5 separate regions of the Mus musculus genome follow, and all the other regions are linked to region 3. A link is a contact called in public HiCAR-type, HiChIP or PLAC-seq and promoter capture Hi-C data. All regions are on one chromosome and are shown on one strand. The core of a region is the stretch at or near the end of the contact, and the rest is flanking DNA. Distances in the headings are between cores, read along the strand shown. Region 1 holds the start of Slc16a1 (solute carrier family 16 (monocarboxylic acid transporters), member 1). Region 2 has its middle 8.0 kb from the start of Gm38412. Region 3 holds the start of Ap4b1 (adaptor-related protein complex AP-4, beta 1). Region 4 holds the start of Bcas2 (breast carcinoma amplified sequence 2). Region 5 has its middle 11 kb from the start of Gm34548.

Evidence for each region. Promoter capture Hi-C pulls out the DNA fragments that hold promoters and counts their contacts. HiCAR-type assays count read pairs that join an accessible place to other places. HiChIP or PLAC-seq counts read pairs in DNA pulled down with a chosen protein or histone mark.
Region 1: a contact with region 3 is called in a promoter capture Hi-C map of the HPC-7 cell line. The contact joins the promoter of Slc16a1 here to the promoter of Ap4b1 in region 3. A contact is called at or near these places in 4 of 39 promoter capture datasets (the C10 cell line, the HPC-7 cell line, HPC-7-derived erythroid cells and 2 more) and 8 of 115 datasets of contacts at active chromatin or transcription factors (the 230-238 cell line, bone marrow-derived macrophages, effector CD8 T cells and 4 more).
Region 2: a contact with region 3 is called in a FOXA1 HiChIP or PLAC-seq map of pancreatic cancer cells. The contact joins the enhancer-like site here to the promoter of Ap4b1 in region 3. A contact is called at or near these places in 2 of 39 promoter capture datasets (hippocampal neurons and liver) and 4 of 115 datasets of contacts at active chromatin or transcription factors (acute myeloid leukemia, forebrain, large pre-B cells and 1 more).
Region 4: a HiCAR-type map of astrocytes shows a contact between it and region 3, with 2.8 times the contacts expected there. The contact joins the promoter of Bcas2 here to the promoter of Ap4b1 in region 3. A contact is called at or near these places in 1 of 39 promoter capture datasets (liver), 1 of 484 Hi-C or Micro-C datasets (the G1E-ER4 cell line), 4 of 115 datasets of contacts at active chromatin or transcription factors (astrocytes, bone marrow-derived macrophages, effector CD8 T cells and 1 more) and 1 of 9 other capture datasets (adipose tissue).
Region 5: a contact with region 3 is called in an H3K27ac HiChIP or PLAC-seq map of microglia, with 4 times the contacts expected there. The contact joins the enhancer-like site here to the promoter of Ap4b1 in region 3. A contact is called at or near these places in 5 of 39 promoter capture datasets (the 3T3-L1 cell line, hippocampal neurons, liver and 1 more), 1 of 15 datasets of contacts at CTCF or cohesin (large pre-B cells), 1 of 484 Hi-C or Micro-C datasets (pro-B cells) and 4 of 115 datasets of contacts at active chromatin or transcription factors (large pre-B cells, microglia, pancreatic cancer cells and 1 more).

The regions. Positions count from the first base shown.
Region 1 is chr3:104,635,923-104,640,024 of GRCm38.p6, forward strand. Slc16a1 (solute carrier family 16 (monocarboxylic acid transporters), member 1) reads left to right here and starts at 2,742. Exons shown (of 5, transcript NM_009196.4): 1 at 2,742-2,906.
Region 2 is chr3:104,399,212-104,403,109 of GRCm38.p6, forward strand. No RefSeq gene overlaps it. Among named protein-coding and RNA genes, the nearest start is that of Gm38412, 8.0 kb to the right of the region's middle. Within about 2 kb of position 2,195, at least 6 of the 459 cell types and tissues checked have an H3K27ac peak or open chromatin away from gene starts, as enhancers often do. A contact at or near this core is called in pancreatic cancer cells, where this site is marked.
Region 3 is chr3:103,807,216-103,811,350 of GRCm38.p6, forward strand. Ap4b1 (adaptor-related protein complex AP-4, beta 1) reads left to right here and starts at 2,302. Exons shown (of 10, transcript NM_026193.2): 1 at 2,302-2,842. The coding sequence starts at 2,730. Dclre1b (DNA cross-link repair 1B) reads right to left here and starts at 2,172. Exons shown (of 4, transcript NM_133865.2): 1 at 1,685-2,172; 2 at 857-1,022; 3 at 179-361. The coding sequence starts at 1,873. Gm15471 (predicted gene 15471) reads left to right here. Exons shown (of 5, transcript NR_040412.1): 5 at 999-1,225.
Region 4 is chr3:103,169,779-103,173,452 of GRCm38.p6, forward strand. Bcas2 (breast carcinoma amplified sequence 2) reads left to right here and starts at 1,877. Exons shown (of 7, transcript NM_026602.4): 1 at 1,877-2,087; 2 at 2,170-2,262; 3 at 3,497-3,567. The coding sequence starts at 1,995.
Region 5 is chr3:104,667,943-104,671,616 of GRCm38.p6, forward strand. No RefSeq gene overlaps it. Among named protein-coding and RNA genes, the nearest start is that of Gm34548, 11 kb to the right of the region's middle. Within about 2 kb of position 2,424, at least 157 of the 459 cell types and tissues checked have an H3K27ac peak or open chromatin away from gene starts, as enhancers often do. A contact at or near this core is called in liver, microglia, pancreatic cancer cells and 2 more, where this site is marked.

The sequences.
Region 1 (4,102 bases), core at 1,492-3,991, 830 kb after region 3:
AAAACCTAAGTGAAATAAGAACAAAATGGTCTGAAGCTACAGCTGAGTAGCAGAGCACTTACCAAAGCGCTGGGGTGGGGGATGGGGTCTAAAGTAAATCTTTTTAAATTTTTATTTTAATTTTTTAAAAATTTTAAAAGGTTTATTTTTATTTATTTTATGTATATATGAGTACACTATAGCTGTCTTCAGACACACCAGAAGAGGGCATCGGATCCCATTACAGATGGTTGTGAGCCACCATGTGGTTTCTGGGAATTGAACTCAGTACCTCTGGAAGAGCAGTCAGTGCTCTTAACCACTGAGCCATCTCACCAGCCCTGAAGTAAATCTTAATTGTATAACTGTATTACCATAGCAATCCTATAAGGTAGGCCAGGAACTAGATCTTACCTTTCTTGCACAGAGTGGAGAATGAGGCTTAACTTGCCTAAGGGCACAATATAAGTTGTCAAGTATCAAAGATGGAACTCTGGAGACCTGGCTCCCAGATTTCTATTGTGAATGTATCAGTTTCCCACTCCATCCTGTACTGCCTACCCTGAAATCAGGCTCATTCCTGCCATCTTAGTGTGGGGAGGGAGAGAGTGTCACAAGTTTATGAGCATTTCACATACACAGACAGGTAAGGTTTTGAGGTCAACAAACAAAACCATCCAGAAACTTCCCACCTCTCTAGTTCACCTTTTCAAACCATCTCCCTGAACAGTTACCACAATAACACTTCGAGTACCCCCACTTCCGTTTTTTGTGGTGCTGAAGGTCTAAACAGGGGCCAGACTCCTGCAAGCTAAATGTTGTACCACTGAATGTCTTATCCTAACAACCCTAAACCACTACTGTTTTAAGTTCCAACCACCCTAAAGACCTGAAGAGCTTTTCCCTTCTATGTATTTATCAGATGTAAAAGACAAAATATTGCTCATAAGCAGCACTTGGTGGATTTCAAACTGGATCCTACTAAGAGTTCCTAGTATGAACTCTTCATACTGAAAGGAGGCAGAGGGGAGCTGAAGGCACACAGGGCCTCTTTGGTTTTTTGTTTTGTTTTTCGAGACAGGGTTTCTCTGTATAGCCCTGGCTGTCCTGGAACTCACTTTGCAGACCAGGCTGGCCTCGAACTCAGAAATCTGCCTGCCTCTGCCTCCTGAGTGCTGGGGCACACAGGGCCTCTTTTCAATCTCTGGTTCTTCATCCACAAAACTAAGTAGAGGGCCTATTTCGGAGGATTAGGAAAACCAGTGTAGGTAGGGAGAGGTCGAAGAGCAAATGGCGGGGAGGGCAGGATCTTGGTATGCAGTAAGAGCCTTGGAAGCCAGAAGGCCTGACTTTAAAAAATATTCTCACTGGGTGTGATGGAGCACATGCCTTTAATAGCAGCACTGAAGCAAAACCAGGCGGATCTCTTGAGTTTGAGGCCAGTCTAATCAACGTTACAAGTTTCAGGCCAGCCAAGAGAATACATAATAAGGCCATGTCTCAAAACACAAAATTAAACAAATAATCTTAGCGGTAGGGAGACAGAGGCGGGTTGATTTTTTTTTTTTTTTCATGTTTGCTCTCTTAGTTCGAAGCCAGCCTGATCTACATGATGAGTTCCAGGCCAGGTGGAGCTATACACACACACGAGGCTATCTCAAAAAAAAAAAAAAAAAAAAAAAAAAAAAACAAGAAATCAAAAACAACCAACCAAATACCCATCTCGTAATAATAAAAATATCAAGGGTCCTGGCCATCAAGAGTACTCACTAGTTTACCACTTCAAGACACTTTGGAATCTGGGCTTGGTGAAGAACCGAAAATGGCTCTTGTGACACCAGGCTCTGTGGCTTTGACTTTAAATGTTGGCGACTTCCTAGCCTGGTGACTTCTGCCAGTTAACCTCGTGAAGCCCGGGGTTCCTTAGTTACAAGATCTTCTTGGCACCTAATACGGTTGTGAAGATCATACAAGATAATTCTGGTACAGTGCTTACTTAGCATGCAACTGTCCTAATCCCACTAGCCATAATCCCGACCCGTCCCCCAAATCCAGTGTTCATAAACTTCTGGCCTAAGAGCATGCTCATATCAGCGTTTCCAACGTACACACTCTCTGCCCCGGGGCCAGTTTCTCCTGACCGGCTTGTCCTTAAACTAAGCGTTCATCAAATGCCACAGGTCAGGCTCTGTGACGAGATACTTGCGTAAAATCGCACATTAAACTTCCTAACGCCTCCATAGTGGCTGATGTAGCGCAAGGAAACAGGCCCGGAGGGTTCCAGCAACTTCCCAGGGTCCCCGAGCCCGGGTTCCAGGCCCACATCGGAGTCTACCAGTGTCCGTCCATTCAAAATGCTGTTCAGTCCCCGGACTCCGACGGTCCATCGCCTTCGCCCTCTGCACCTCAGGGTCCGCCCTCAGGGCAGTTTTTTTTTCCCCTTTTCTCCTCCAGAGCCTGAGGGGTGAGGCCCACGATGGCGTCCCCGGCACGCGCCAAAAGAAGCTACCCCCTCAGAGCGCTGATAAGGATGTGCGGGGTCTCCGGGCCGCGGCGCCGGGTCACGTGGCGGGAAGGGGGGCGCCGGCGCGCGCGCCCGAGCGAGCGAGCGGGCACGCGCAGCCCGCAGCGTGTGGAGGCGCGAGATGCCGAGCTGGGAGTATGTATGGCAGGGAGGGGGCGGCGGCCGGGAAGGCCGACTCCACCCCCTGTGCGCATGCTCCGGCCCCCGCGGGTTATAAGGCAGCCGCGCCTGCCCCGCCAGACAAAGTGGCGAGCTGCGACGTGACTGGTCGGTCGTGTAGGTGCAGCAGCCAAGGAGCCCGGCGGCGGGCAGGGGACACGAGCGGGACCCCCCCGGCTCCGAGGAACTGCGGCCCGCGCCGCCGCGTCACGCATACTCCGGGCGCCGCGAGACACACATAACGGTTAGTCCGGGCTGAGCGGGCAGCGCGCGGCACGGAATCCGCGGTGCCCTTGGTGCCCCGGTGGGGTCGCGGAGCCCCGCGGGCACGCGGGGACTTTCCTCCCTGGGGCAAGGGTCGGGGCGAGCGACGCGGCATCCTGGGCGCGCGGAGCCGCGTGGCCCGGAACGTGGCGTGGGTGAAGGGGACCTTGAGGCGCTGGGCACAGCGTCTCTCCCGGCCGAGCTGCGGGCCCGTGGTCAGGTGGCGGCCGCCGGGCTGCGGGAGTCGGGTCATGGTGCCCGGTGACCTTGGGGGAGACGCTTCCAGCGCTGCCTACTCTAGGCGCCTGGAGAGATGCTTAGGTCGGGAAGAGGGACGACCTGAGGCCGCTTCACGTGGTGCACTCCTGCCGCCTTCTGCTGGGGCGGGAGTTACTTAGGACTCGTGGCATACCCGCCCAGCCTCCCCGGTCTGCCAATCGGTGTCCCACCAGGTGACTTGCTAGAGTGGTGTGAGGAATGTGAGGAGCTGCATTGCGGACCGCCGGTACAAGACTACGGGGTTCGAGTGAACTTTGAGGAAGGGGCTCTTTATGGTCCAACCTGTGGCTTCGGCGCGTCTGCCGCGGGCACGGGGTCCCAAGGCATCCCTGTGGAGCAGATTTAAACGTCCTTATATTTGGTCAGAGCACACTTTCTGGGCCAAGTACATCCCTTTGCCGAGTACATTTTAGCTTTTCTTTATGATGGCGTTTTTGGTGCAACCAGCAGTTACGAAAACTAGCGTCTGATCACTCAACCAGGAAACGCACGTGTTACTACTTCAGTCTTTTCCCGTTTTCCAGTGGCTCATTATAAACTGGCGGGCTACTGCTAGTAGTTACACAGTGACAAACTACTTTTGTTTTTTTTTACCCATAACTAATTTTGAAATCTTAAGGCGTCATTCCGCTTAGGCTCGGGGTGTGTTGCTCAGTGGCATGAGTACCTACCTGCCTGGCCTACCATGCCTGAGGCTCCAAAGTTTGATCGTCGGCATTGAAAAAAAATTACTTTGGTTTTAAATGAGTATATGCTGATGTGTGAGATTAGTAATTGTACGAGAGTTTGGGAAAGGGTGGATGGGAATTAAATCAAGCAGGGTGGGTTTTTGTTCTCGTGTTTTGCTTGTTTTTCTCAGCTGAATAAGAGACTCTTGAATTTATTTATTCATCATTC
Region 2 (3,898 bases), core at 945-3,444, 590 kb after region 3:
ACATATATATGAGAATATATATTGTATATATGAGATACACACACACACACATTCACCTTTATGAGCATTCTAGAAATCACATATGTAATCAAAGACCCACACCCATGGCCATGCACAACTGTTTCCATCCAGTTAGTAACTGCTGAGTATTTGCCAATTGCTTTCCAAAAAAAACCAAAAAGGTGTTCCAAGCCAATGGGCAGACAGCTCATTTATCTGCCCAACAAGGCTGGAGGCAGCACTTGGAAGGGCTCAGCCTCACAGCGGCAGGGAGGAGCTCAGAGTTTTGCCTGGCATCTCCTCCTGCTTCTCACCGGCTACTGCCAAGGAAAGCGGTCAGCAGGGCCGTACCCCACTGGGTTCTAAATGCCTGTCACTGCAGTCCTGGGTAAATCAAGAAAAAAAAATATCTGTACTGTTCTATTGTCAGTTAAGTTGTATAGTGGCAAACCTCAAATTCCCAACCACTCCAACCAAATTTATATGTTGAGGTTCTAAACTCCAGAACTCCAGAATGTGAGTGTATTTGCAAATTGGGTCCTTAAAGAGGTAATTAAGCTAAGAACGAAGTAAAATGAGGTCATTAGGGTAGGCTGCCATCCAATGTGCCTAGCTTCCTGGTAAAAGGCGATTAGGAGACAGGTGTTCACAGAAGGAAGGCCGTGTACAGAGGGAAGGCACTCATCCACAAGCCAAAGAGGCGGCTTTGGAAGAAAACCCGCTGCCACCGTGACCTCAGAATCCCACCTCCAGAATTGAGGCACTAACTGCCAGCTGTTTAAACTCCCCAGCTACAGAATTTTGTTACCCTAGGAAACTAATGTACAGGCTCTGCATTTGCAAAGCTTTTTCTTATAACCTCACTTAATTTTTATGAAGTCACTCTGTTCATAAGAGCCTTGGCCCCTCAGTTGCTGATCTTGAAACCTTCTGATGGCCTCTACCTCCTACTTGCAAGGCAAGCGCTCAGCACCATTGCTTTGAGTGTTCCTGCCCCTCTGTCAAGGAGAGTGGGGTTAAAACTGGACCTAATCTGGGGAGACGCTGCTGAGCTTGAGCTTCTGCAATGGGTTGGTGGCAGGAATGCCATCCACATTCCTGTGCTCTATCACTGTAACAAAACGCCCGAGGAAACCAACTTAAAACCGAGGAAAGGTTAGGAAGAGGGAGGTAGCTCAGTCAGTAAAACATTTGTCCTTCAGGCATGAGAACCTAAGTTCAGATCCCCAGCACCAAAAATCCAGGCATGCATCTGTAACCCAGCACTGGGGAGGCAGACCCAGGCAGACCCCTGGAGATTTTTGGCCAGCCAGTTTAGCTGAATTGGTGAACTCTTGGATCATTGAGAGACCTTGTTTTTTAAAAAATAAGGTGACCAGCACTTGAGAGGAAGAGGCAGGCAGATCTCAGTCTGAGTTGAGGCCCAGCCTGATTCACACAATAAAGTTCTAAGACAGCCAAGATTACATATATACATACATGCATACGTGCATGCATACATACATACATTCATACAAACATGCATACACACATACATACATTCATACAAACATGCATACATACATGCATACATACATACATACATACACACACACACATGTGGAGAGCAACTGAGGAAGATACCTGACATTGACCTCTGGCCTCCACATGCACACACACGGACACACACGGACACCACGGACACCACGGACACCACGGACACAGACACAGACACACAGTGAGTGGAACATTTTGACTTGATGTTTCAGGTTGGTTCTGTTACAGAAGATGGGGGTTGAGATTTCTGAAGCAAGGCAGAATATTGTGGCAGGAGCCAGTTGTAAAGGAGATGCCTATATCATGGCGGCCAGGAATATAAGGAGAGGAAGGGGCTGAGGGTCTAATGTCCCATTTAAAGAAGTATCCTGGAGATCCAACTTCATTCTGGTAGGTCCCCCCTTCAGCAGCACCACAGATTGGGAACCAAGCCTTCAACCCGTCATCCTTTGGGAGATACTGTCAAAGGCTGATTTCTTGTTTTTCCTGTTCATACTTCCAAATCCAATGAAGAAGAAGTGAGCAGCTTTGTGGTTACCAGGTCCACCTCTGCTGTCTACTCCAGGAGTACAAGCCCCATCCCCCCCTCCCTAGACTGCTGGCTGCCTGCCTGCCTTGGCCCTCATTGCAGGGGCACCGTTCACTGTGAGTCACCACACACTGGAAGGAATGCCACCAGAGAAATGGGTTCACCTGAGGTTTGTTTTCAAAACAGTCATATCTTTTCCTCTGAACATGTATTGAAAAGTTGATAGCATACTAAGGAGTCAGACTGGTAAAAATCCATTGGCTCAGCTTCTTTTTTCTCTTCTGTGTGTGTGGGTTTTTTTTGGGGGGGGAGGGGGTTGGAGGGCTGAAACTGGGCAGGATGGAAGTATGAGACAGTGCACAAGATTTAAATTTTTTTTTATTTATTCCTATCTTTTTTTTTTTGTAAGTGTATGTATGGGTGGGTATGTTCATTGCACACAAGTGCCCAAAGAATCCAGAAAGGGGTTTTGGAACTTCTGAAGCTGGAGTCACAGGCTGTAGTGAACCACCCCACATGGGTACTGGGAAACAAACTTGGGTCCTCTGGAAGAGCAGCAACCTCTGAGCCATCTCTGTAGCCCCTTAAAATATCTTTTTATTTAGATACCAGAATATACCAAGAAAGGTGAAATTATGCTCATGATCTTACTCTCCTATATCCTTAAAAAATACTCCTTTCTGGTCTTATCTAGATGTTCATATAATTTTTACAGCTATATTCATGGCAACAAAAAATGAGATTTGATATTTCTGTTTAACATTATACGAGAGCATTTCTCCAAGTCACCACATAATCTTCGTGATTATATATATTTTTAATGGCAGCGTAATGCAGCCCAGAGCAATGGAAGCAGAAAAGCACAGCCATTCCCCTTCCCAAACCCATTTAGGATCTGTCCAATTTTTCACTTCAAATGATAGCCAGTCTCTCCCGCCCCCTCCCCTCCCCCTCCCCCTCCCCCTCCCACCCCCGCAGAACTGAAGAACAGCAGCAGACTCCTGATGAAACTGGGAGGTTTGGGCGTTGAACAGCCGTTCCATGTACAGGTGGTTTGCCCGGGACTCACCCTCGATAGTGAAAACAAATGGGTGGAACAGCCTCAGAGAAAGGCTGGGTAAGATGGATGCCCTGGAAACACACAGTGACACCAGCCATTTCCCAAGTCATCCATTTCCTAAGTCCCTCTGAAACCCCTGCCAGCCACTCAGCTGGTGACAAGGTAAGGGGGCACTTAAAGGGAATGGCACAGGGTCTCAATCTAGCTCCTGCAAGAAGAAAGTATCCAGGGGTAGGGGAACTCTGCCTCCTCTAGATCTTATCACTCTCTTGAGCCTGGAACCTCCAAAGTGTGAAAACTGAGGGCCTCCTGCTCCCTCCAGGGGCCAGGCAGATGTGGTGTGCATCTCCCTGGATCCAGCGCTGACTGATCCAGTGCTGGCTCTTGTCATTCTCCTGTAAACTCTGCCTCGCAGACAGGCAGTTCTAGCCCCAGGCCGGTAGCCTAGCACCACCCCTCATGTTGACTGTGCCAACTGGGACTCCTGGACCAGGAGCCTCTCTCCTGGCTCATTTGGTGTTGAGAACTGCAGGCAGCTTTGGGAGGTGACAAGAAGCAGAAGGAAGAGGATGTCACCATTGCTTTTAAGGTCATATCTATTTGGAGAGAATTCAAAATGCAAGCATACTAATGCAGTCACCATGGCCAAATTAATTTACTGCCTCCTGCTCACAGCTGCCCTGCCCCTTAGAATGAGTTGAATTTTGAGATCTGGTGGTGGGGCAGAGCCCAGTGCAAAGTCTGCCATCATCTATGGTCAATGTCAAGGTCAT
Region 3 (4,135 bases), core at 1,052-3,551:
AGTGCTGGGATAGAAGGTGTGAGCCACCAAGTCAGCTGGGAGGTTCAATTTTAAATAAGATAACCATAGTAGTTTTACAAGAAAGGTGAGCAAGGCACAAAGATTTGGAAAACAATGAGGACCTTCAAAGAATTTTGATTCACTAAGCATGAATGGAAGAAAAAGGGAAACCGCTCACCAATTTTTATGTTGTGTTGTGGGAACTGTCGGATTAGCTGGACAATCTGCTGAGTAGCCTCTTGTCGGGAAGGAAGAACCAGGGCTGGATTGCAATTAGTGTTGTCTAGATACAAAGTATGAATCTGTTTCCCCAGTATCAGAGCAGGTTCCTTCAGCATGGATGGTGTATATCGAAAATCACCTGGAAGAATAATATGTGGGGTATAAGAAGTGGGCAAAAAACAAAGGCTAGAAGACAAGCCTCTTCTACCTTCAGTAGCAGATGGAGATTGGTTACGAGTTTATGCAAAAACTGTCCTGGCACTGAACTGTACAGTCTAGTTTCTTTGTGAAAATGTCTCTTTCCCACTCTTGGAGATTTTCTGTTTGATTGATGTTTTTCTTATGAGACAGGGTTTGTCTACATAGGCTGGGTGTCCTAGAACTCACTAAGTAGACCAGGCTGGCCTTGAACTCATAGAGATCAGCCAGCCTCTGCCTTCCAAGTGCTGGGATCAAAGGCGAGCACCAACATGCCTTTCTTGTTTTCTTGCTCTTGTGATTTTATTTAACAAAGTAAAGGATGGATGGTCAAGTAGGAAATCAGTTGGAAAGGGTCCCTGTGCCTGTATGGGATAAAGCTATCTTTCTGGGTAAAGGTAGCTATAAAGTGTGAGGAATGCCTTGGGAGGCTCACCTGTGTATAGAATTGTTCCAAAGTATCCTTCAAAGAGAAACATGACAGAACCAGGGCAGTGATTGGCATCTATGAGCGTTACAGTCATGGTTTCTTGCCCAATTTCATCTAGAGGTAATACATGACTCTCGCCAACCTCCAGGGCCCGGATCCAGTGCTTAGACACCTGAGGAAAACAGTTGGTCACCCGAGTAACCATAGACTTCTCTTTCATCAAGGAAAGCTGACCGAGTTCTGAACCACTCTCATGTAAGCTGTTATAAGGATTCCCAAGAAATCTCTCCTTCCTCTTCTGTCTCCCACCCTTTGTACAGATTTAAACTCAGAATCTGAAAACAGTCTAAATAAAGATTCTCACACTTTCTCCTATCATGATAATCCCAGCCATGGGTGGGAAACAACTGTCAAAAAAAGTTCCAGTCTCACACCAGCCACTTCTACTGACACAGACAAGATGAGGAGATGTTAGACAATATGTGTTTTTATCTAGCACATTAGATGAATTATTGGGGGCGGGCAATGAGTGTTGGGGATCTAACTTAGGGTTCTTGCACACACTAAACAAGTGTTCTATCACTGAACAGTCTGGTAGATTCTTAAATGCAAATTAGGAAAGCACTGGTTTTTGAAAAGATAGGAATCATTTCCTTGACTAAAAACCTCCAGGTAGTTAACTAGAAGCCAGTCTCATTCCGGGATCAATTCCCACATTTGTAAAAATTCAGTCCTTATGTCTCCCACTCGGTAATCCCCCAAACTGTGACAGATCAGAAGTCCCCACCCAGATTCCTGGACTAGGTCTCAGCGATCAAATCCCAGCCCCAATACCTGCAGGCGACGATGCAAGAGGCAAGCAGTGATGGGAGAGCAGTAGAGGGGCCGGGCCCAAGTGCTAGACAAACCCACCGTGTGGTCACAGTGCATGTGGGTTAAGAAGAAGAGCCGCGCCGAACCGGCACGGCGCAGGCTCCAAAAGTCCACAGCAATGGGCGTTTGGGGGATTACGACCCCGTTCATGGTGGCAGAGTTGAGGTGTCACCCAGTGGGGTCTTCGCGGGAACCGCACTCCTGAGTGAGGTTTCCACGACAGCGTCCCAATGACAAGTGGACTCTGGAACAAGTCCAGAAGCCCTAAAGGAAAACCATCCCAGAAACGGAATTAGTAGACAGAGTGAGAAAAAAGAAGGTGGCCGCGCTCGGGACGATCAGGATGAAAGCGCCCAACGCGGAAGAAGTCGGGAGAGCATCACTCACAACCGCGCGCTGGAGCTCGGGCCCAGTCCCCACATTGTCAAAGCTCGCGCGGCGGCGGGGAGACAGACCCTAGTAGTTGATTTCCGATCGCCGGCCGCGGCGCTCACACAGTGAGCTGCGCGCCTGCGCCGAGGGGGAGAATGGGTGGGGGAAGGGCGTCCGGAGGTCGGTGCCCCCCCCCCCCCCCCCCCGGACCTGCGCTCGGCGCTCGGCGCGACCCGGAAAGCTGCTCCTTGTGTCTCAGGGCGACGGGGCGGGATTTCCGCAGGAAGCTGTCTGGGGTGTCCTCGGCCACTGGGACTAGATTCCCAGGGAGGAGGCTGTGCTAGGTCTTTGGCCTTTTGCTAGTGTAGAATTCGTAACTGGGCCTAGAGAGAGTTGAGATCTGCTGGGCAGAGCCAACGGCCTGTGGGTCTCCGGGCGGCTCCTGAAGGGTCGGGGCTCGCCCGAGGACCCAAGAATGTGTTCCGCCCTGGGGGGCAGGCACAGCAAAGTGACATCTCGCCGTTAGTGTTTTCACTGACTACATCTCCTTTATTCAGGCTCCCACATCGAAATTAGGAGGAGCCCACGAGTTCCCTACGGGTCTGTGGAAACTGTCCCGTGAGTGTTGGCGACGATGCCATACCTTGGCTCTGAGGACGTGGTGAAGGAACTGAAGAAGGCTCTGTGTAACCCTCATATTCAGGCTGATAGGCTGCGCTACCGGAATGTCATCCAGCGAGTTATTAGGTATCACCAACCTACCATAGAATTCTAACTCCCCCCCCCCCCCCCCGGCCCCACTTTTAATCCTCTTCAGAGCTCTGCGATCACTCTGAAAAAGTTAAAGAAGGGCAGTTTTATCTTTTGGCCTTGAGGCTGCATTTCTGGGTTGTCATCTCAGTCTTCCGTGTGGAACACCATGCCCAGTTGAGAGGTCTCCTTCATACCACAGGCTTTAGCAATTGCGGCTGACTCCTGGTTCAATGACTTAACGTAGAACAGTTCTCCCTTTTTTCTAGATTCAGACCTGTATATCTTTCTGCTTGCTTTACATTTCGACTTGGATAGTTCATCAAAGATATGACCAAAATAATACTATCATTCTTCTCCTCTTTAAACCTACTATTCTGCTTGTATTTGTGTTATGAATGTCACCAGGCACCCTACCAAGCTTGCTAGTCAACCTTGAAAACATTGTCTACTGTCAGGTGGTATGAAAAATTCAAAATATCAATTCTTGTTCTTAAAGTTGTACTGTTGTTGGCTCAGGCTGTAATTACCAAAGCCTGTTGTGGTAGTTTATTAATAAGTAGCCTTGTCTCCTCACTTTGGTTAGGATTTTTTCTATTATATATGTTTGAACGTGTAACTAATCTATAGTTGTAGCTCAAAACTGTAGGTAGGACACAAAAGTCCCATGGGGTCCTTTTTTAAAAAATCGTGATCTAGGGATCAATTCTGATTTCATTAGGATGGGATAGAATCCAGGAACTGTATTGTAAATAAACAGTCTCAGTTGATTGTAGTAGTTTGGTTCCACAACATTGGAAACAGTAATCAGTGGAATGAAATCTAAACTTTTTGTTTGTGTTGTTTTGTTTTTGTTTTTTGAGACAGGGTTTCTCTGTGTAGTCCTGGTTGTCCTGGAACTCACTCTGTAGACCAGGCTGGCCTTGAACTCAGAAATCCGCCTGCATCTGCCTCCCAAGTGCTGGGATTAAAGGTGTGTGCCACCACCGCCTGGCTGAAATCTAAATTTTTTATCATGCCACCCAAGGAACAAAAAGAATGTTTAGTTCTTGCTCGTGCCTCCTAGCATGAATCATTATCTGTGTCACGTTTTCCCAGTGAGCTGGTCACAGAGCTAAAGCGTTCTGTGACGAAGCATTTTCTGACTTCCATAGTGGCATGTGGATGTGGATCTTCTTGGTCTGTATTTTGTGTATTACTTCAAGTAGTTACACTGGATTTTTTTCAAATCAGTGATGTTCTTAGCTGACTTCTTAGTTGATCTTGAGTTCCTAAACATCTGAAGCCACT
Region 4 (3,674 bases), core at 627-3,126, 640 kb before region 3:
AAGATGTGTAGTGGTTACTTTTCTATTGCAGTGATAGAACATTGACCAAGCAACTTAAAGAAGAACATTTGCCTTGGCTTACATTCCAGGGCTGAGAGTTAATTCAGGTGGAGAAGCATGAAGGCAGTAGCGGGAGAGTTCACATTTTCAAAGGGCAACTTGAAAGCAGAGAGCAAAAGTAACTAAACCTCTGCAACAGCGCCACCAGCTGGGGACTGAGTGTTCAAATCCCTAAGCCTATGTATGAGAGGCAGTTATCAAATCACAACACACACACTTTACATAAACCCATAAACAGCACATTTACACAATGTAAATTCGTAAATACTCAAATCCAGCTTAGACTAACCAGGATTATAACCGAGATCAACTTTTCCAAAGCTCTTGGTTGAACGTACACTGGATAGCTTATATAGTCTCACAATCTTTTTTTCATTACCTCTTAGTCTGGAAGATATTTTACAAAGAATGTATGCTAACTACAGCCTGAGGGGTTGAGAGGCAACGTGGAGTAATATTTTATTACCACAAATCCTAAAGGCAAAAATGATTGGGTTTTGTATAGGCCCTAAAGACAAAAAATAGCAAGATTTTCTCATTATTTTATCTGATCACAGCCTTCCCTCCCACCTATCCTCCTACTCCCTCTCTTCTCTCCTTTCCCCATCTTCTCCCTTTCTCCTCAGAGAAGGGGAGGCCTCCCGTGGATATCAGCCTTGGCATAGCAAGTTGCAGTAAGACTAGGCCTATCTTCTGTTGAGGCTAGACAAGGCTGCCCAGTTAGGGGAAGGGGGTCCAAAGGCAGAGTCAGAGACAGCCCCTGCTCCAGCTGTTAGGGGTCCCACAGAAGCTGCATATCTGTTACATGTGTGTAAGGATCCAGGACTGTCCATTGCAGCCTCTTTGGTTGGTGGATCAGTCTCTGTGAACCCCTGCGGGACCAGGTTAGTTGATTCTGTATGGCTTTTTTTGTGGTGTCCTTGACCCTTCTGGTTCCTTCATTCCTTCCTCCCCTTCTTCCACAAGATTCCCAGAGCTCTGCCTAATGTTTGGCTGTGGATCTTTCCATCTGTTTCCAGCAGCTGTTGGGCGAAGCCTCTCCTGTCTGGAAGTGTAGCAAAACATTAATAGTGTCAGGGGTGGGCTTGCTCTCATGGGATGAGTCTCAAGTTGGGCCTTGATCATCCCCTCAGTTTCTAGTCCATCTTTATCCCCACACATCTTGTAAGCAGGACAAATTTTGGTTTTGTGGGTAGATTGGTGTCCCCATCAATCCATTGGAAGTCTTGCCTGGTTCCAGGAGGTGGCCATTTCAGGTCCTATATCCCCTGTTGCTTCAAGTCTTATGGTCACCCTAGCATATTCCTGTGAGTTTCCCTTTTTCTGGGCTTCTAGCTCTCCCCTGAGTTGCCTCCACTCCAAGGCAGAGCTTCTAAAATGAGGCATTTTATAGTTATAATTACAGTCATGGAAGGGATGAGGTGTTTGCAGTGCTGCGGACTGACCTGGTTTTGCCATTGAGCCGCACCCCTCAGGTTGTTGGATCTAAAAATTTAATTGGAAAATAGGCGCACATTTCTAGTTTCTATAAAAGAACATTCTTAAGGGACCGGCTGCGAAATGAGGATAAAGCAAGGGAGCGCTAGAAGCCCAGCACTATGTGAGTCTAAACAATGGAAGGTTAAAGGATGTGGAAAATATATTTCTCCCCTCCAGCCAAGTCCAGCAACCACCTCTTCCGAAGTCTGCCCTACCCACTCCTTCAAAAAAAAAAAAAAAAAAAACGGCACCCATACAAAGAAAGGCACCCCGGCACGCCAGCACGTGATGCTTAGGCTTAGAGCCTAGTGGCTATAATTACCAACTGCGCGTGCGCCCGAATCGAAGCCCCAAAGGCAGCGGCGTGTGTGACGTCATTCCAGGCGCAGGCGCAGTGGAATTAGAACCGAGGCTGCGCAGACTCAGAAGGCGCTCTTGAAGCCTAGTGCCGCGCGATGGCGGGCACGGGCTTGGTAGCCGGAGAGGTGGTGGTAGATGCGCTACCATATTTTGACCAAGGCTATGAGGCACCCGGCGTGCGGGAAGCGGTGAGTGCGGGTCATGTGCGGCGGGTCCGCCGAAGGCACGCCGCCCTTTCCCGCCGCGACCCTGGCCTGTTCTCGTTCTTAGGCGGCGGCCCTGGTGGAGGAGGAGACGCGCAGATACCGACCTACCAAGAACTACCTGAGCTACCTGACGGCCCCGGATTATTCTGCCTTTGAAGTAAGTGTGCCTTTGAAGTAAGCCAGGAGGCTTGCGGACTTTGATACGGGAGTGAGGGCTTTAGCTGTGTAAAGTGAACTCCACCTTCCAAGTTAGCTGGTGCCTGCAGCTCGTACTGAGTGCCATGTAGGTGTGAGTCGGTTTGAAACCGCCAGATGCGCATGTCACGGGCTTCGTACTACAAGAACCTGCGAAATGCTCCATTAGTTTCTGCAGATTTGTTTAATAGTGTGCACCTCCGTGTGTGTGTGTGTGTGTGTGTAGAAGAGTCATGGTACATTTCACAAAAGGGCCCTTTATTCTCTAAGGTCCACTCAAGAACAGGTATCACTCACGAGATTTTAATATTTATAATCTTAAGTACCTGTACTCTTTGCCACCCCTGGAGGGAGATTCTTTTGTACCAAGTCTCAGATAGTTAACAGGTGTATGAATGCCTGAACAAGCATGTCTAACTGCATGCTGTTTTTAAGTGGTTATTCTACAAGTGCAACCAAAAAACACCACTTAGATGTTGTTAGAAGCACTTTCAGGCTGAAAGGAGACTGCTCCATGCGCAGGGATGTGTGATACTTCGGATCTAGATGCCAGGTTTTTAAACTGGGTTGTGACTCCTCAGTGGGGGTTTCATAACTGATGTGGGAGCTGCAAGAAATTTGGCAAGAGTAAAAAGTACTAACCCAGAAATTAATTGAAAACTCAAGTCCCAGATCTAAGCTCTGGTCCATGTTACATCATGTGACTTCACCATTTACACTGTACCCAAACAGTTTACACTGTGTCAGTTCGTCATGCAGCAGCGGAGACTTCCTGAAATGATTCAAGACTGTTGTGTGTTGTGAATTACAACGTGACGTGGGGCTGGGATTAAAGCTGTTTTCAGAGTTCCACAGCTGGCTGACTACAGGGCATTGAAAACTGCTGGTTTAGGGTTAATCCTTGAGAGGTGGACTCTTCTATGTCCACCTCCTTTCATGCCTGGGCAGAATATGGAATTAAAGAATATGCCTATTTCTTCAGATTCTAGATAGAATTAACCTCAACTGGGGGATGTGTCAGTGGCCCTGGGTTCAAATATTAGCATCCTTTTTTTTTTTTTTTTTTTTTTGAGTAGTGATTGAGAAGGGAAAAGATTCGCTATAATGTGTAGTACAAAGTATAAAATCTCAGTAAACTGCATTCATTATTTTCAGCATGATTCTGTTACTAATTCTTTGTGGTGTTTGTGCATCAGACAGACATAATGAGAAATGAATTTGAAAGACTCGCTGCTCGACAACCGATTGAATTACTCAGCATGAAACGGTAAGATGAGGTTGAGCTATGGTAACAGCTGCTTTGCCAGTGGTTGGAAGAGTGTTTGTGTTTGCTGCTGTGGGTAGGAAGTGAGAATAAAAAGAGAGTACCAGCCG
Region 5 (3,674 bases), core at 1,174-3,673, 860 kb after region 3:
GTGTTGGCGTGAGGGTGTCAATCCCCTAGACCTGGAGTTACAGACAGGTATGATCGGCCATGTGGGTGCTGGGAATAGAACTCAGGAGCTGTGGAAGAGCAGTCAATGCTCTTAACCACCGAGGCATCTCACCGGCCTCCCAGCTTGGTTTTTAAAGTCTTAATATCAAAACTGGAATTAGGGGATTGAGATGTATGTAGCTCGGTTGGTAGAGTTGAACTCGTGTTCAGGAAAGCCTGGTTCTCTTCGCCAGTACCACATAGCCAGGGATGGTGGAATACATCTATGATGCCGATACAACAACGGTTCTCAACCTCCTAATGCTGCGACCCTTTGATACAGTTCCTCATGGTGTGGTGACCCCCCCCCCACCATAACATTATTTTCTTGATACTCTATAACTGTAATGTTGCTGGTGTTATGAATTGTAATGTAAATATCTGATGTGTGACCCCTCTGGGGGTCTGGACCCATGGGTTGAGAACCAATGCTTTAGTGGCAGGGCATTCAGTGCCATCTTTAGCTGCATAGCAAATTCAAGGTAAGTATCTGATAGTTAAGAGCCTTCGGCTAGCCTTTAAACCCAGCACTTGGGAGACAGAGGCAGGCGGATTTCTGAGTTCGAGCCAGCCTGGTCTATAGAGTGAGTTCCAGGACAGCCAGGGCTACACAGAGAAATCCTGTCAAAAAAAAAAAAAAAAGCCTTCAGTTAAAAAAAAATTATAAAACAAGACATAAATTAGAGGGCTAGAAAGAGATGGTTCAGTTGGTAAGGTACCTTGGGTTAGATCCATCTATGTAAAAACCAGGACTTGATGGTACATGCCTATAATCCCAGCACTAGGGAGGTAGAGACAGCAGAATTCCTAGAGCTTGCTGGTCAGCTAGTTTTGATGAATCAGTGAACTCCAAGGCTCAGATCCTGTGTCCAAAATAGTGTAGACAGATATTGAAGAAGACACTTGACACCCACCTCAACTTCCCACCTCAACATGCACATGTGGACTGTCATGAGGTCCGGTACACTTTCTTCACAGAGAAGGGGAGGCCTCCCATGGATGTCAACCAGCCTTGGCATATCAAGTTGCAGTAAGACTAGGCTCACCTTCTGTTGAGGATTGGTAGACTAGGCAGCCCAGTTAAGGCAAGAGTTCCAAAGGCAGGCAACAGAGTCAGAGACAGCCCCTGCTCCTGCTCTTAGGAGTCCAACAGGAGACCAAGGTGCACTGCTGTTACGTATGTGCAGAGGGCGTGGCTCAGCCCCATGCTCGCTCTCTGGTTGGTGGCTCGGTTAACAGGGCAGGCAGTGATCAGGATCCCGATGTTCTTTTTTTTTTTCTTCTTTTAACTTTTTTGAAATGGAGTCATATTATGCATCCCTAGATGTTCTGGAACTCACTGTGTAGACCAGAATGACTACAAACTGGCAGAGATCCACCTGCCTCTGACTCCTGAGTGCTGGGATTAAAGGAACATGCTACCCCCTGGTTTCCTTCCTTTTCCTTCCTTCCTTCCTTCCTTCCTTCCTTCCTTCCTTCCTTCCTTCCTTCCTTCCCTCCCCCTCCCTCCCTCTTTTCCTCCTTTCTTTCTTTCTTTTTCTTTCTTTCTTTCTTTCTTTCTTTCTTTCTTTCTTTCTTTGTAATTACATTTATTTATTTGGTTTATATCTCCCTCCCTCCTCCCCTTTCCTACTCCCCCTCTCTCACTAAACCCTGAGCTCACAGATTGGTCATTGAGCTCTAGAGATCCCCCTGTCTCTGTTTGGACCCAGCACCAGTGTTACAGCTGTAGCCCCCTTGCTGGCCTCTTACGTGGGTGGAGATCTGAACGCAGGTCCCCATGCTTGCAGGACAGGCATTTCACCCACCGAGCATCTCCCCAGCCCATGAATGCTCTTCAGATCTGGTTTCCTCCTGGAGCCTGAGTTTCTGCTTTGTTCTAGCCACATTGACCTCTAGTTTTCTGGCTGAGGGACACACTCTCCATTATTGGGTTCATCCCTCTGATATTTGCAGTTGTCTCCCTGAGTCTTTTTCAAAGTCTGAGCTGCACATTCAAGGCATCCATGGTACAGAGATTGGGTCACTGTAATTAGACAACAATGAGATGAACAACAAAGGGACATTTCTCCCATGAGCTTGACGTCAGGACCAGTCAGCCTGGCTCTCCCAGGCACCCCACACCTCCCATTCTGGGTCAGGCCAGCAGGGACTATCCCAGGCTGTGCTGAAGGGCTGCCCAGGAAGTACCAATTCCCTTGGGTACCTGTCTTCATGGGGTCAGTCCAGGCCTTTGCTCAGGAGCCCTCTGTGACCTTTCTAGCATCTGGCATTCAGTATCACATGGCTCACAATACAGTGAAAGGATAGACTAGGCCTTGGGGTCAGGAAAACCTGAGGTCAAGCCTGTCACTCACTGGCCTCATGGCTCTGGGCCTGTAAAACTAACACTCCTTGAGTGAGTCAGCAGGGTTCAGCTCCCTGCAGCCACTGCAGGAGTTCTGAAGAGAAAGTGGTTTGAGATAGGGGTGGGGCTGGAGGCAGAGGTAGAGGCAGGGCTGAGCCCCAGAGGGTCCTCTTCTCTGTCTGAACACAGGAGGGAAGCTGCTGAGTATCCAAAGCTACCAGGAGCCCTGCTGAGGTCCAGGCTCCACCCATCTGGCTGTGTGCCAGAAGACACAGTGTCATCACAGCTGCCAACTGTCCTCTGGCTCTGAGGTGGTAACTGGGTACCAGACCCTGCTGCAGGAAAGAGCTCACATCTGCATGGCCCTGCTGGCCAGAGCACAACCACAGCAACAGGACACCATGGTCTCATCCCACTTCCCCCTTCCAGATCCCATGTGAGGGTCTCAATATTGATCCTGTCTGCAGGGGCCTGCATGAGGCAATGGCAGGGGAAGTGCAGTCTTTAAAAAGCCTTTGCTAGGGAGAGACAGGAAAGAGGTGGGGGTGGGCTGGGCCTGGTGTGGACAGTGTTGTGCCTGGAGGGCACCCGGAACAGTTCCTGGCATTCAACCACAAGAGCTGAGTAAATGTGGACTCCTGTCCCTATTCCTGCTGTTAGTAATCCATGCCTGCAGCGTGTAAGTGCTGTGCTGAGCCCAGGAAGTTGAACAGCAAGTAAAATGAAGCCACACCTTATAGCAGCAGCATGTAGACTAAGGGCACGGGGGTGGGTGGGTGGGTGGGAGGCTGGGGTGGGGGTGGGGGGAAACGCCAGACCGAGCCCAAAGCAGATTGGTAAGTGTAAAAAGCTTGCAATTCCGAATGTTAAAGGTGACTCCCTGGCCTGTCTTAAATGGGCAGAAGGGACCTCTAATATGGCCTGTGTGAAAATACTCATTTCCACCTTCAGGGGCATATATGCATGCGTGCAGGTGCTGGAAGACTGAGGAGGTCTGGTGTTTGTCAGGAGCAAACAGGTCAATCTAAGGGTGGCCCAGCATGACAGGCAGAGAGAGTGGGGACAAGATGAAACCAGGGAAAGCAGGGGCATATCGGGTCATTCTGGAGAGTCTGGGCTTTAGCTGATGGGGACTAGGGGAGCCATGGGAGGCCTTTGATTTGGGGTGGGGGTGACATTCTTGTTCTGTTCTCAGCCATATCACTTTGATGTAGTTTGATGTAGTTTGTGCACCAGACTGGAAGAAGGCAGGACTGCATGCAAGATTT